Regions from separate parts of the Sus scrofa genome. Here region 2 is linked to region 1. Evidence: chromatin contacts called from public HiChIP or PLAC-seq data. All regions are on one chromosome and are shown on one strand. The core of a region is the stretch at or near the end of the contact, and the rest is flanking DNA. Distances in the headings are between cores, read along the strand shown. Region 1 overlaps RBM20 (RNA-binding protein 20). Region 2 overlaps RBM20 (RNA-binding protein 20).

Region 1 (7,082 bases), core at 22-2,521:
CTAGTAACCATGAGGATGTGTGCGGGTTTGATCCCTGGCCTCACTCAGTGGGTTAAGGATCTGGTGTTGCCGTGTCTGTGGTGTAGGTCAGCAGCTTCAGTTCCAATTAGACTCCTAGGCTGGAACTTCTATATGCCATGGTGTGGCCCTAAAAAGCAAAAAAGGAAGGAAGGAAGACAAGCATGAGGCAAAAAGGAAACAGAAATAAAAGTAGGCAGAATCTGTGCTCAGAATCAAACTAGGAGGAACCTCCATAGTCAAGGAAGTTGGACAGCTGTATGCTAAGAGCCTGACTGCAGAGAGAGAGGGCAGCATGGAGAAATTTTCCGCACTGTACCCCCAAATTCTTGCTGAGTAAACAAATCCGATTTTAAGCTGGTTTCCCCTTAAAGGCACACATGACAGTTGCCTTCTCTTAGCGGCAATAATAAGTGCCCTAATCTGATTTATGCAGAACAACACAGAACAGTGAGTTTTGAACAAATTGGCAAAGAGGACACATCTTTCACTCCAGCCGGGTTTTATTAATCAAATTCCCATATCTATTTGAAGATGATTTCCAGGAAATGGAGTCTATTCTGAGGCATAAATCATGAACTAATTTTTGTTCCTTTGGCTAAGATTGCATGAAGAAGCCTGATGACAGGCAGCAACACTGGTTCCCAGCTTCAGGCTTCTCCACCCTGTCTTATGCTGAGTCTCTAAAGGCAGAAGCACAGCCACCTTTATGCTCGACCGAAGCATGGCCTCCCTCCAGGTGGGAAGGTCGCACTCATGGGTGTGAGCCCAGATTTGGGAGGGATGCTCACTAAAGTGTGGGAAGGAAAAAGCACCAGCCAGCCAGAGCAGCCAGATCAAGCTTCATGAGCAATGGGCTGACAAACATCACACAGATCACTCTCACAACCAGCCTGAGGCCCGCCCCCCAGCCCAAGTCTCCGTCTCTCTTTCGAAGTGACCATCCTTGAACTCTCTGCAAGACTGTGAGCATTCTGGGGGCCAGGACATCACAGTACTCAGTATGATACTTTCCGGACAGCAGAGGTCCATTAAATGTTTTCTGAATCAACAAATGATTTATGGGCTTTTCCTCATGCAGATAGTCATTTCAGAGGCTTCCATCCAAATCTGAGAGGGGAGGACCGAGAGGTCAAAAATTCATTCTTCATATTTGGGATTTAAAGTTTCGAAAGCTTGATCCAAGACCAACTGGTCAGAGCGTGATGTGGAGGGCGGGCCAAAGATTGGACTCACAAACGCAGCCCAAGCATATCCACTTATCCACGGCCAGCATCAGGAATCCACCTTCACTGTCACAGACACACGTTGCAGTGCTAAGGCACCAGGGCTTGAAAGAGGAGGCTGCTGACTAATGCTGTCTCTACCCTCTGAATCAAAGCCAGCTGTCCTCACAGCTGCCCCGAACTTGAAGAGGCTGGACCTTGGCCACTACAGGGCAGCTCAGGACCAGGCAAGGTGGCAGGGAAACCAGATAAGAGTGGTTTTCCTATGTTAGAGGGAGGGATGGATTGAGAGGTTGGGATTGGCATATGCATGCTACTATATACAAAACTCATTAGTAATAAGGACCTATTATTAGCTCGGGATCATCTATCCAAAACTCTGTGACAGCCTATATGGGAAAAGAATCTGAAAAATAATGGATATATATATGTATATGTTTGGCTGATTCGATCTGCTGTACACCCGAAACTAACACAACATTGTAAGTCATCCAATAAAATTTATTTTAAAAAAAAGAGTGGTCTTCCTTTATACGTGTATGTAACTGAATCTCACACAGCAGAAATTAACACAACATTTTAAATCAACTAAATTTCAATTTAAAAAATTTTTAAAGAGTTGTTTTGTTTTGGTCATTGTTTTTTCAAGGCAAGGATGCAACTTTTTGGTCAACCAGTTGAAGTCACCCCTTGAGGAAAGAACAAGCGGTAACAAGCAAGGTAGGCTCTTCAATTTCATAATGTCACTGGGACAATCCACCAAAGTCTCACGTTTTTCCCCAAAAGTCTACACCAGATCAATCTTCCAGAGGATGACTGCTAATCTCTTAACACAAATAAAAGCATGAGGGTGACATGCACCTTGATCTTTGCGCACTATAAATTTCCTAAAGGGCAAATATAGCTGTTAAACACAAATGCACAATTTTACACAATAAAAATGTAACAGCTATTTCTCATAAGGGCAGGTTAGGTAGTGAGGTGTTCAGATAAACCCCCTGGCTGAAAAACTCTGGATAAGTCACCTTTAAGCGCTCAGTATTGAAAAGACAGTGCAGCCCTGCCAAGTCAGTTTGGGGGGGAAGCTTGAACCCAAAGATACTAGAGAATTATTTGAGTATCCAAGTTGCTTTCACCTTGAAGACACTAGCAGGGTAAGGGTGACAAACATCCAGGCAAAGAGCACCTTTTCCTACACGCAGCAGGGTCCCAAGCAACACTCAGAATTAGGATGAACCAGAACTAATCTATCAATTTCTATTCCTCCCCAAACCCACAGGCCAAGAGAAGGTTGCTCTGTACTTAAGCAGAGCAGGAGAAGGAAAGGGAACAGGGATAAAATAATCTTGAGAAGATGGGCCCATAGACCTGCCCTGATGCATATTTCACTCCAAGAATGTACAGCGTGGAGAAGCAATGAATTTGGTCTGAAATAGTCCCCAACTTGCACTGCCCCCAAAAGGCAGCCAGAAGGAGGAAAGCATAATTATTCCAAGCCTCAGGGAATCTCCACAAATAATTCTTTTTGTTTGTTCGTTTTATGGCCAGAACCCGAGGCATATGGAGGTTCCCAGGCCAGGGGTCAAATCGGAGCTACAGCTGCCAGCTCTATGCCACAGCCATAGCAATGTGGGATCCAAGCCATGTCTGTGACCTACACCACAGCTCATGGCAATGCCGGATCTTTTAACCCACTGAGCAAGGCCAGGGATGGAATCCACATCCTCATGGATTCCAGTTGGATTTGTTTCTGCTGTGCCACGAAGGGAACTCCCCACAAATGATTTTTTTAAGGGCAATAACCAGCAAAACAGTTAAAGGCAATCGGATGCACAGGGAAATAAAGCAGCCTGAGTGAGAACCAGTATAAGCAACTGAGAGCAGAAACAGACCTGGACAGGCTTCACATATAGACTTAGTGAGCTTACATATGTTTATCACATTTAAAAAAAGGAAAGAAGTTCACAAATATCTGCAGGGAAGAAAAACTGTAAAAGATGACTTAGCAGATCTGGAGGAAGATCAAAGAAAACTTCTGGAGAAGAAAAATTCAGTAACAAATTAAAATATCAACAGAAGTGTTTGTCAGCAGATTAAAAACAATAGAAAAGAGTTCCCATTGTGGCTCAGCAGAAATGAATCTGACTAGTATCCAGGAGGTCACAGATTCGATCCCTGGCCTTGCTCAATGGGTTAAGGATCCGGCGTTGCCATGAACTGTGGTGTAGGTGGCAGATGCAGCTTGGATCGGGTGTTGCTGTGGCTGTGGTGCAGGCCGGCAGCTATAGCTCTGATTTGATCCCTAGCCTGGGAACTTCCACAGGCTACTGGTAAGGCCCAAAAAGGCAAAAAAAAAAAAAGTTATAAACAAGAGGTTGGATCTGAGGAAAATATCCAGAAGAGAGCAGAGGAAAGCGGAAATGTAGAAGACAGAGAAGAATGGATTTACAACATGGAGGCGACACTGAAAAGGTCCAACGTAAATTTCACTGGTGTCCCAGAAAAGCAGAGTGAGGATGGGGCTGAGATAAAATTGAGGATTTAACAGCTGAGGATTTTCCAGAACCATTGAAAGACACCAGAGAATCTCAAACAGAATAAATACAAAGAAATACACACCTAGACACATCATAGTGATCAGCAGTCATTATTAACAAAACCAAGATTAAATTCTTAAAAAACCCAAAATAAAACAAATATATATATACATAACCTTTAAAAATGACAGACTGAAAGATGATGTCAATATCAAAAATGGAAGCCAGAAGACAAGGTGAATTATACCTTTAATACGCTGAAAGAAAGTCATGAGTAATCTGTAGTTGTATGCACTCCTGTGCAAAGATGAACAATGGCCCCCAAAGATATCCAGGTCACAGTCCCTGGAACCTGGAATGTTACCTTATATGGCAAAAAAAGACTTTGCAGCTATGCCTAAATTAAGGCCCTCCAGTTGGGTGGACTATCCTGGATTATCTGGGTAGGCCCTCAATGCAATCACAAGTATTACAAGAGAGAGGCAGAGGGCAATTTGACACAGAGGAGAAGCTGATGTGAGAGAAGAGGGAGATTTGGAGACGTTATAACGCTGGCTTTGAAGGTGCAGGAAGGAGTTATGAGGCAAAGTATATAAGGAATGCAGCTCTAGAAGCTGGAAAAAGCTAGGAAACAGATTCTCCCCTAGTGCCTCTGGTTTCAACGCAGCTCTGCTGACACCCAGACTTCAGCCCAGTGAAGCAGGATTCAGTGTCTGGTCTCCAGCACTACACAAGAATAAATTTTTTTTTCTTGATTTGTCTTTGTAGGGCTGGACCTGCGGCATGTGGAGGTTCCCAGGCTAGGGGTCAAATCGGAGCTATAGCCGCTGGCCTACACCACAACCATAGCAACACCAAATTTCAGCCGCGTCTGCAACCTACACCACAGCTCATGGCCACACAGGATCCTTAACCCACTGAGTGAGGCCAGGGATGGAACCTGCATCCTCACAGATGCTAGTCAGATTCATTTCTACTGAGCCACGACGGGACCTCCTACAAGAATAAATTCTTATTGTTTTAGGTCACTAAATGTGTTACAGCAGCATAGGAAACCAAAACAACTGTAAAAACTATCCTTCCACAATGAGGTGATATTCAGGAGTTTTCAGGCGTACAAAACCTGAAAGAGATCATTACCAGCAAAGGAAATTCTAAAGGTTATTCATCAGGCAGAAGGAAAGGGATGGGGATGGCAGACTGGAAACACAACAAGGAATGATGGGCAAAGACAGGGACAAATGCATGAACAAATCCCACTGAACGCCAACTGTGTAGGCCAATGTATGGTGTGCTGTTCTTAAAATATACAGAATTAAAACACACAGCAATGAGGGGAAATAAGCAAGGGGGTGGTAAATGCTTTAGAGCATTCCAAGGGCCTGGTATGACCCAACGGGGACTGAAAAGTTTTGATCAACTTTAAATTCCAAGTACAAATAATTGTAATTTTCAGAATACAAAGAGCACCTAACTTTCAAAGTCGTAGAGAAAGTGGTAAAACTGTAGAGAAAAGCAGGAAGGTGCCATAAAAGTGTAAATGAAGAAGGAGGCTGGGATGGGTCTGGGCCACTCAGAGGCAGCATCCTATTCGTGAACCTGGTGCCAGTTACGTAGGTGTTTATTTGTTGAACTCTTTATATACGTTTAAAGTGTCTGGGATATAATCACAGTATTTTACAGTATAAAATAATTGAAAACAATAATCACATATGTATCCCCTTCAATTATACTCTATGTCCAGACTTTTTTTCCTCAGCTCAGTGTTGAGCAAATCGAAAATCCATATATGAGTTCTCCAGGACCACTGCATCCAGCCTTTTGTTTGCAGACACATATACTCTTATTTTACCTAATTTATAGATGATGCACATGAAGTCTAATGAGGTCAAACAATTTATCCAAGGCCATAGTTATTTCAACCAAACAGTTAATGGAGAATAACTTCTGTTTTTCCAAAAAAAAAAAAAAAAAGCCAATTCTATTTTTCATTTGCCTCCCCCCATACACATGCTCCAAATGTCACAGGCACATCTGAGGGTTTCCCAGGGTTGGGTTTGCTGCACTGAGAGAGCCCTAAAACTGAGTCCACATCTCCTTGCCTCTAACTATTCTGCATAATTAAGAAACACATGGAGTTCCCGTCGTGGCGCAATGGTTAACGAATCCGACTAAGAACCATGAGGTTGCGGGTTCGGTCCCTGCCCCTGCTCAGTGGGTTAATGATCCGGCGTTGCCGTGAGCTGTGGTGTAGGTTGCAGACGCGGCTCGGATCCCGCGTTGCTGTGGCTCTGGCGTAGGCCGGTGGCTACAGCTCCGATTCAACCCCTAGCCTGGGAACCTCCATATGCCGCGGGAGCGGCCCAAGAAATAGCAACAACAACAACAACAACAAAAGACAAAAAAAAAAAAAAAAAAAAAAAGAAACACACGCTAGTGGCCAGAAATGTGGGAGTGCCTATCATTAACAGTGCTTTTGCAAGACTCTCCCGTCATATTCATGCAACGATACCATTCAAATGGTGCAAGGGCAGGGATTCATAAAACAGGATATGTAAGTCTGGACTTGAGGTGGCTTCCCAATTAAATGCTCACCAAAAACAACGCTGCTAAAACCGCAAGTCATACATCATACTGAAAGGAAACAGCACAGTACTAGAAAGGAGCTGCCATTGCCCCAGACCTGAGAACGCAGCTCAGGGAGGAAGCCTCATAGAGCCATGTGGGGGTGGGGGTGGGGTGGGAGGGAGCAGTGGGCAGGGACAGTGGAGAAAGAGAAGCACAAATCATCTCAGTGGCTTAAGAAATAAATCTGCATCATTTTAAAAAATCAATTTCATCTTAATACAAATAAATACTTAGGGAGCAACTTCATTTATTCTTAATAACTTTTCATTATAATCTTCTAATAGATCAAAACAGCTGCCACAAAGCACAAGACTTTCAACACTGGTCACTGAAAACACAGGAACTTGACATTTGCCTCTGGGCAATGTCCACTTTCCCAGATCTCCTCTCACTCTCAGTGTCTGCCATGCAAATGCCAGCGCTTGAATGAACTTGCTCAAATGAGCACACTCTCCCCATGGATGTCAACCAGCTAGTAATGAAGTTTAGAAGCTGCAAAGTCAAATCACAGCCAGTACTTTGGGAACACTGTGTTTCAAAAAGTGTGGCCAATTTCACTCCAATCACTCAGGCCCCAGAGAGCCACAGTGGATTCGTTTTAGGGCATCTCTAGAGCATATCCTACGAAATACTACTGTGATGACAAAACGGAGCCTCTGAAGGATTTCTCAAA
Region 2 (7,094 bases), core at 4,448-6,947, 68 kb before region 1:
TGAGTTAAGGATCCAGCATCACTGCAGTGGCTCGAATTGCTGCTGTGGCATGGGTTCAATTGCTGGCCCAGGAACTTCCGCATGCTGTGGATGCAGCCAAAAAAACCTCCCCCCAAACCCCAAATAAATACGTGCATTTCATTAATATCAGTTACACCTCAATAGAGCCATTTAAAAAAATAAAATAAAATGAGCTACCATTTTCCTCCTAACAGGTTGGTGAAGATTATTAAAAACTGATAAAACCCCATGTTGGCAAGGATGTGGAGAATGAGTAGTTTCATGTGAGGTAGCAATGAAAACTGATATCATCTTTTTGGAGAGCAATTTAGTGGCAATTATGAAAATTCGAAATGTAAATATATACCACCCCCCCCACCCCCACCCCCCCGGCCCAGGGCTAGGACGCTGTCCTATAGAAACACTGGCTCACACACAAACGGTGACAGTATGTTTGGAAGGCAGGCGGCAGAACACAGAGACAGTGTGGCATCAGGAGTCAAACTGCTAGAGTTTGAACCCTGACTCTAATCTAGGCTGTTCATTAGCTTTGTAACCCTGCCTCTCGGATTTCTTATCTCTGTAAAATAGGAATAAAAAAATATTACCTACCTCACAGGTGTTTTGAGAGAGTTAAATGAAATAAACACTAGCAATGGTGCCTGTGTGGTAAGTGACAAAAGCGAAAGCTTAACTATAGTAGCATTTTTGGAGAGGCCATACCCACAGCATATGGAAGTTCCCCAGCCAGGGACTGAACCCAAGCCACATGCTTCACAGCTGTGGCAGCATCAGGTCCTTAACCTACTCTGCCACACAGAAACTTCCAACGATAGCATTTTAATAATGAAGAAAAAAACTGAAAACACCCTAAATGATAGAATTTCAATAATTAAAAAAACCCCTGCAAACAAGCTATGACTGAAACAATTTAGCATTTTAATAATGAAAAAAAAAAAAAAAAGACAAAAAACCTGGAGACATCTTAAATATCCACCAGAAATGAATCAGTAATGTAGGGTAAAGCTTTTAGGATGACATATTTGCAGTGGTTAAGAAGACTGCATTCTCTATGCACTGATGTGAAGAGATCTCTAAGACCCACTGTCAAGTTATAAAAGCAAATTGCACGGAATGTATATAGTGTGATCCTGTTTTTGTGGTGGAAAAACTATCCGTGGGTATAACAGGGCCTATCTCTGCGTGGGGAAGAGATGCAACATTTAATATTTACTTTATACAGATTTAAAGATTTGTTATAATAATCGTCCACATTTTTTGTTATTAAAAAAAAAAAAAAGGCAGGAATGACAAGGTAGCAGAATTTACTCTTCACTTTTGCTTGTGTGTGTCGTACAGATTCTAAATTCTTGGCCGCCAAGAGACTTGTGTTCCATTTCTCAATCCCCTCCCACCCCATAAATGCCTCACACAGCCATGTTCTCTGGGAAGGGTTGCTGACTGAATGCATGAACAACGCATGCACAAACGAACCGCCTGGCACCTTTTTCCTGAAAGGCAGCCTTCACAACTGTTTTGCAGGGTTTAAAAACCCAGGGTTTTCTTGCTCACCTAAGTTCATTCTAAGGTCAGTACGTACTTCCTTTTTTTTAGTTTTTGTCCCGGGGCATGCTGGATGCCACGCGGCAAGCTCATTCCTTTCGAGAGGAAAAAAAAAAAAAAAAAGGAAGTTTGCTTTTCGATTCTGACTCTACAAAAAATGGCATACTTGGAGGACAGAAAGAGGAAGAAAATTTTAAAAGCAGATGATAAAAAAATAAGAAACTTCATGGAAAGGGTGAGCCTCCATGATGACTAGCCCCTCTGGGGCTCATCAACTTGTTAATGAAGGACTCGGAGTGACTGGAAAAAAAAAAAAAAGAAAAAAAAAAAATCCTGAGTACGACTTGTCTGAGAACATGCAGTTCCCCAGCATGGAGAGGACAGGGGTCCAGGTCTCTGCTCAGAGCTCCTCTATCACCAATATAGAGTCTGTCCCAAACTCAGTCTATTCAGTATCATTACCTCCGAGAAGCTGGTCCCTCAAAGAGAAAAACTGCAGCGTTGTTTTGGGAAGGGCTGGGGCAAGGAGGTTAGCAGAAGTGGTTCATTTCTGTTGACTTTGTGGTGGCCCCTGGGCCTCTGCTTCCCTGGCAGAATAAGGGCTGTGTGGTCAGGAATAAGTCTGCTCTGGCTCCCAGGGCAGTGCCATCCAAAGTCGGGCCCCGTGGAGTATGATATCTGGTGGACTATGGGAGACTGAAACGGCAAGAAACTCGAAAGTAGCACACAAATATAGGTGGCTGCCTCAGACATGAAAAACAACAACAAGCTGACAAAAAGCCCTCTCCAGCCCTGAGATGTTATTACGGCATTATCGTTTCCTGGAGCCGACTTCTCGAGGAAGACTGTGTGTTCCACCCACCTAGAGGAATGCTAAGTTCACTGAAGACATCCTCTGGTTCCCAGGAAGGCAAAGAAAGGGGCTGTTTCAGCTCCACTTCAGTGTATTCCGGTGACCTCGCATCCAGTGATTTCATTTCCACATACCCGGAGTTTTCTGCAAAATGTGAGCCAAAGCAAAGAACTTAGGAAGCACGACATGCCCCAGCGAGTCCCGGCAGTTCTATTCCTTATACTGTGTGATAGGAATGGTCCCAGGGGGCTGGTTAATACCATGAGACGAGGGGGAAGGCTGCTGATTAGAACCAAAGTGCTAGAGTGAAAAGCTTTTTCTGCGGCCAAAAGAACGCCCCTGCCCCCAAGAAAACTCAGCAGATCTTTGCAGGGGGTAGGGGTGGGCTGCCAATGCCTTCCTTTGGGATGATCCACTCCCATGTCCCTGATTCAGTATCAGTCCATGTCTGCAGGCAGAAGAATTACTGAAGTGCAAAAATTGTGCTGACGTCCACAGGGGCACTGAGGCGGGCAGAGAAGGCAGGGCCATTCTCACCCCAAGCCTGTTGAGCAGTGTTATTAAATATGAACTCCAAACATTGGGTAAGCCAATAAGCTATTCACACCAGTGCATGTCGAGACCTATACTGCAAAATACAAGGGGTTTGATGAGAGCAAGGTGAACAGCTCTTTGCTCCTCCTTTATTCTTGCCTTCTCTAGACACAGCCCAGGCTTGGCGTTTCTCTAGCAACAAGGAGGCTGTCTGTGGCAGAGTTTCCATGGAGACTCAGATCCACACAGGCAGGTGAAAAACAGCTCAGGTCAGCCTGACATGGCGGGAAGCCCGAGCCTCCGACTCACCTACTAGCTCGTGCCAACCATAGAGCACTAGGTTGAATTGTTTATTTTTAAGCCTTTCTCTTTCTTTTCTGCCCTCCACCCTTACCTCCCTTACTTCAAACTCTGGAATGCTGCAGACTCTCTGCAAAATGAATTTTTAGTTATTTCCACTGAGAGGACATTGAGAGCTACTCCACCACCCCCTCCCCCATGGCCCTTGATGGATCTTAGTTTCCACTTGGCAGAGAAGACAGGGCTTGGCCTATTTTAAACTCTGTCTTTCATGATGTCATAGTGCCGGGCACAGACACAACATCACCTCTGGTGCAGATGGAGTAAATCCCAGGGCAAGTCTTATTTCACCGTTAGACCCTGGAGAAAAGTGGGTCGGAGGTGGTGAGAAGGGGCACAGGCTAGACCCCTTGGTGAGCCCCTCATTCTTCCCTCTGCCTGTTCCTTTCCTGGCCTCCCCCACTCCCACCCCCTCACTCAGGCCTCACAGAAATAACTGCCTGGGTGGTCCTCTGTCGTGCAGGCAAGAGAAGCAGCTTGCTGATCCCTAGGAACCAAAGCTCCTTTGATAACTCCAAACGTTTGCTAATTTTGGTCATTAGAGGCCTCTGGGCTTCCATAAATTCAGAGAAGTCCGTCCTGAGTTTGCTTCTCAGAAAACCTGGGCTTCCTATCCAACTTCCTTTACACCAATTACCTAAAAGCGCTAACAATTTTAACCAGGCTTTTCGGCTTGCCTTCTGCACCAGCAGCACTTGCCTTCTGTTGGTTCTGGCCTGCATGTGCCCACACACCGCTCCAGGGAAGCAGTGGTCCCATCAACCCAACCGTACAGGAGGAAAGGGAGGTAGTTACCCTGGGTCGACACTCCTTGGCAAGCCTGGCTTTGGAGGTCAGTTTCGGTGGGAGTGCTGGCTTTCTCCTCCAGGGGGCGGCCTTCAGCAGCCCCGTCTTCGGGGGTCCCCCCGACCTTGCCATCATCGAGAAATGGGCCAGGCTGCCAGGCCCTCTCCTCTGCTGGCTTGGGGGAAGACATTTGCTCGAGCATAGGGGCCAGACAAACATCTGAACTCTCTGCTCCCTTTGCCTGCTGCTCGTAGCAACCTGAACCCTCCAGTGAGAGGCCTGTCTCGCATTCAGCTGGCTTCCGCTCAGCATCCAGATTTAGGCCAGGCATTTCCACGTCCATGTCACTGGGGCAGCTCGTGGAAGCAGAAGGTGGTTCTTTGGGCGACTTGAGGCTGATTTCCGTTGCCCCGTTACCTATGGTCTTGACCCCCTCCTTGGTGAAATCTTGGGCTAAGTCCAGCTCTAAGGTGGTTGTCACACAGGGACAAATTTCTGGACAGATTTTGTCCTTCTGGTCAATGGGTACAATTTCTTCCAGTTCTGGGATGTCCGGTTCCATGATAAAATCTTCTTCCTCCCCGACCTCGTCCACCGTCACCAGCTCCTCCATGTTTGTGGGGTACCAGCTCTCCCCCTCTGCCTCACTTCCGCTCTCTGAGTCTTGCTCCTGAATGAAGATGCAGAATGGAGGTCAGAGGGAGGCTGAGGAGTAGATCTTGGTGTTTAAGCAGAAGAGGGCGCAAACCTTGACCAGAGGACCCCCTTAACCCAGAAAGGTGCTCAGCCATCTTATTTCTACCTGGGAACATTTATCAATTAATTAGGAGCTGTAAACCATTCAAGTCTCTCATCACTGATTCATCCCTAGGATGAGGCTCAAAGCAGCACAAGATCTGGCTCTTAATGTGTAATCCTCTAAGTGGCACAAAAAAATTCTACTCCCGGTATATAATAGGTGCTCAATAAATAGTTTTTGAATGAGTGAAAGATTAAGTGATAAAACCCATTTACATCAACTTGCTGGAGCTATTGCCCTGCCTGTAGGGCATCACTACATGTAACTGCAGCAAAGTCCCTAAGAATTCCCCAAACACCCTCTCTCAGCAAGGGCACAACCCTCTGTGGCCATGGCTCACACTTGGCCCCTCCCAAAACTTTCCCCTTGTGTCCCCAGCAGCCCAGGGACCCAGCAGCCAGATTTAGGAGATCAGTTCCCTGCCAGCGATACTCATCTCTCCGCCCCTCCTGACCGGAAAGGCACGAAGCTGGCCACGTTCCAAGAACATTTCTTTTTGCTGTGGCAGCCCCAGCTTTGTAACTGGGTTTTTTCATTTTAATCAAGTAAAATAATCTTTACGAGCCCAGGAGACGTTTTCTTAATCCCAGGGTCTGGGCCTGCTGAGGTCAGAGCCCCAGCCTGAGTACCCAAAGGCGCCCTCTTCCTCCTCCAGCCCCTCCCAAGGGGCCTGCCTATTTGGGAAGCCTGGCTCTGAAGCCTGAGTCTTTTTTGGGCACATGTTTTCTCTTACGAGCACAGCCAAGTTACTAGGGACTGAGGTAGAGCCCAGGAATGTGCTAAAGATTTCCTCAGTAAAGACTGTAAAGAGTCCAGGCAAAGCCGCTCCTCCAGGAAGTGCAGGCTTCATTCATGGACCTGCTGGTGGGATCTCAGACATGTTCCACGCAGCGACCGGCAGGATGGGGACCTGGTCGAGTCCCGGGAAGCCTGTAACTCGGAGCCTTATGGCTGTTGTGCCAATGTGGCTATACTGCCAGCACCTAGGACAAATTTTACCTTCCTTGTCCTTGTGTTCTCTGCATCAGAGGACTCTGTTTCTTTCTCCTGCCTGCCCACTGATGAGGGGCTCTCTTCCATGCTGTCCTGTTCCTCTTTTCCAGCCTTAGCAAAAGAACAGAACAAACCAATCACCAGTGAGCAGTGGCAGAGAAAAGAGGGCACACCAAGGGGAAAAGAATGCTACTGAGCACAGCTAACGCTGTTGGTTGCTTTTCACACCCATCACTTCCTTCATCCTCACAAAACCCAGAGGAGGCAGGTGCTGTTATCATCTGCATTGCACAGATGGGGAAACTGAGGCTCTAGGAGGTTAAGTAACTCGCTCAAGGTCACACAGACAAATGGAGGCACAGAAATGTCTTCACAGCTGGCCTGAAGGCTTTAGGGAGACAGAAATCCCCAGCAAACTGGGTACTTTTCACAGCTGTGAAACCTGTAGACAGGAATGGCGAGTAAAGGGGCCAAGCAGGAACTGACCCTGGCAGGTTAAAAACCATCAAGGTGACACCTCCCCAGTAGATCCCTCTTGGTCATAAAAAAGAAAAATCACATCCAGGCCACTGATGTGTAGGAAGGGCGTTGTCACCCAGTGTCTCTCTTTTGCCTTATCTCTGCCCTTGATCCAAACTAGCAATCCCTTCCCTTCTTCCTTCCTCCTATTCCCTCCCTCAAATTAAGACCCTTAGTGCTCATGTCTGGGAAACTGAACACTGAAAGCAGGTGTCTGGTTTGAGAATGAGGGTCTCTGACCAGCCTTTAAAACACGGGTCAGCCAACCACAGTCCTCAAGCCAAATCTGATCCACTGCCTCTTTTCGTGCAATCTGTGAACTAACAATGCTTTTCACATCTCTATGTGGTGGCATGTTAATGATTATATAAGTTCTACACAATAGCCTTAATTTTGCCTCTTGGCCTATATAGCCTAGAAAGTTTGCTAACTCCCATTTTAGAAGTTTGAGGAGGATATTCTCCCGTGACGTAAACTCTGGCCACCAAATCATTGACTATTCCCAGGCGTTCTTGGAAGCAAGCTGCAGTTTCTCCACATTTCTGGCTCAAAGCAAACCACTCTCACTCTGATTTCTTATGACCAGACACACCCCTCTTTGCTGACACAAAGCCAGCCAGGGCAGGAGCTCAGGGCTGATGGGTTAAACCAGTTATTACAGGACAGGGGAAAGGCAGTTCAAATCCT

What was found. HiChIP or PLAC-seq counts read pairs in DNA pulled down with a chosen protein or histone mark.
Region 2: an H3K27ac HiChIP or PLAC-seq map of skeletal muscle shows a contact between it and region 1. The contact joins two enhancer-like sites. A contact is called at or near these places in 6 of 47 Hi-C or Micro-C datasets (brain, embryonic fibroblasts, epiblast stem cells and 2 more) and 1 of 2 datasets of contacts at active chromatin or transcription factors (skeletal muscle).

What each region holds. Positions count from the first base shown.
Region 1 is chr14:121,177,615-121,184,696 of Sscrofa11.1, reverse strand. The region is part of intron 1 of RBM20 (RNA-binding protein 20); the gene reads right to left. Among named protein-coding and RNA genes, the nearest start is that of PDCD4, 91 kb to the left of the region's middle. Within about 2 kb of position 1,271, at least 8 of the 83 cell types and tissues checked have an H3K27ac peak or open chromatin away from gene starts, as enhancers often do. A contact at or near this core is called in skeletal muscle and subcutaneous adipose tissue, where this site is marked.
Region 2 is chr14:121,250,309-121,257,402 of Sscrofa11.1, reverse strand. RBM20 (RNA-binding protein 20) reads right to left here. Exons shown (of 20, transcript XM_021073215.1): 16 at 5,895-5,999; 17 at 4,106-4,766; 18 at 2,426-2,560. Among named protein-coding and RNA genes, the nearest start is that of PDCD4, 18 kb to the left of the region's middle. Within about 2 kb of position 5,697, at least 30 of the 83 cell types and tissues checked have an H3K27ac peak or open chromatin away from gene starts, as enhancers often do. A contact at or near this core is called in skeletal muscle and subcutaneous adipose tissue, where this site is marked.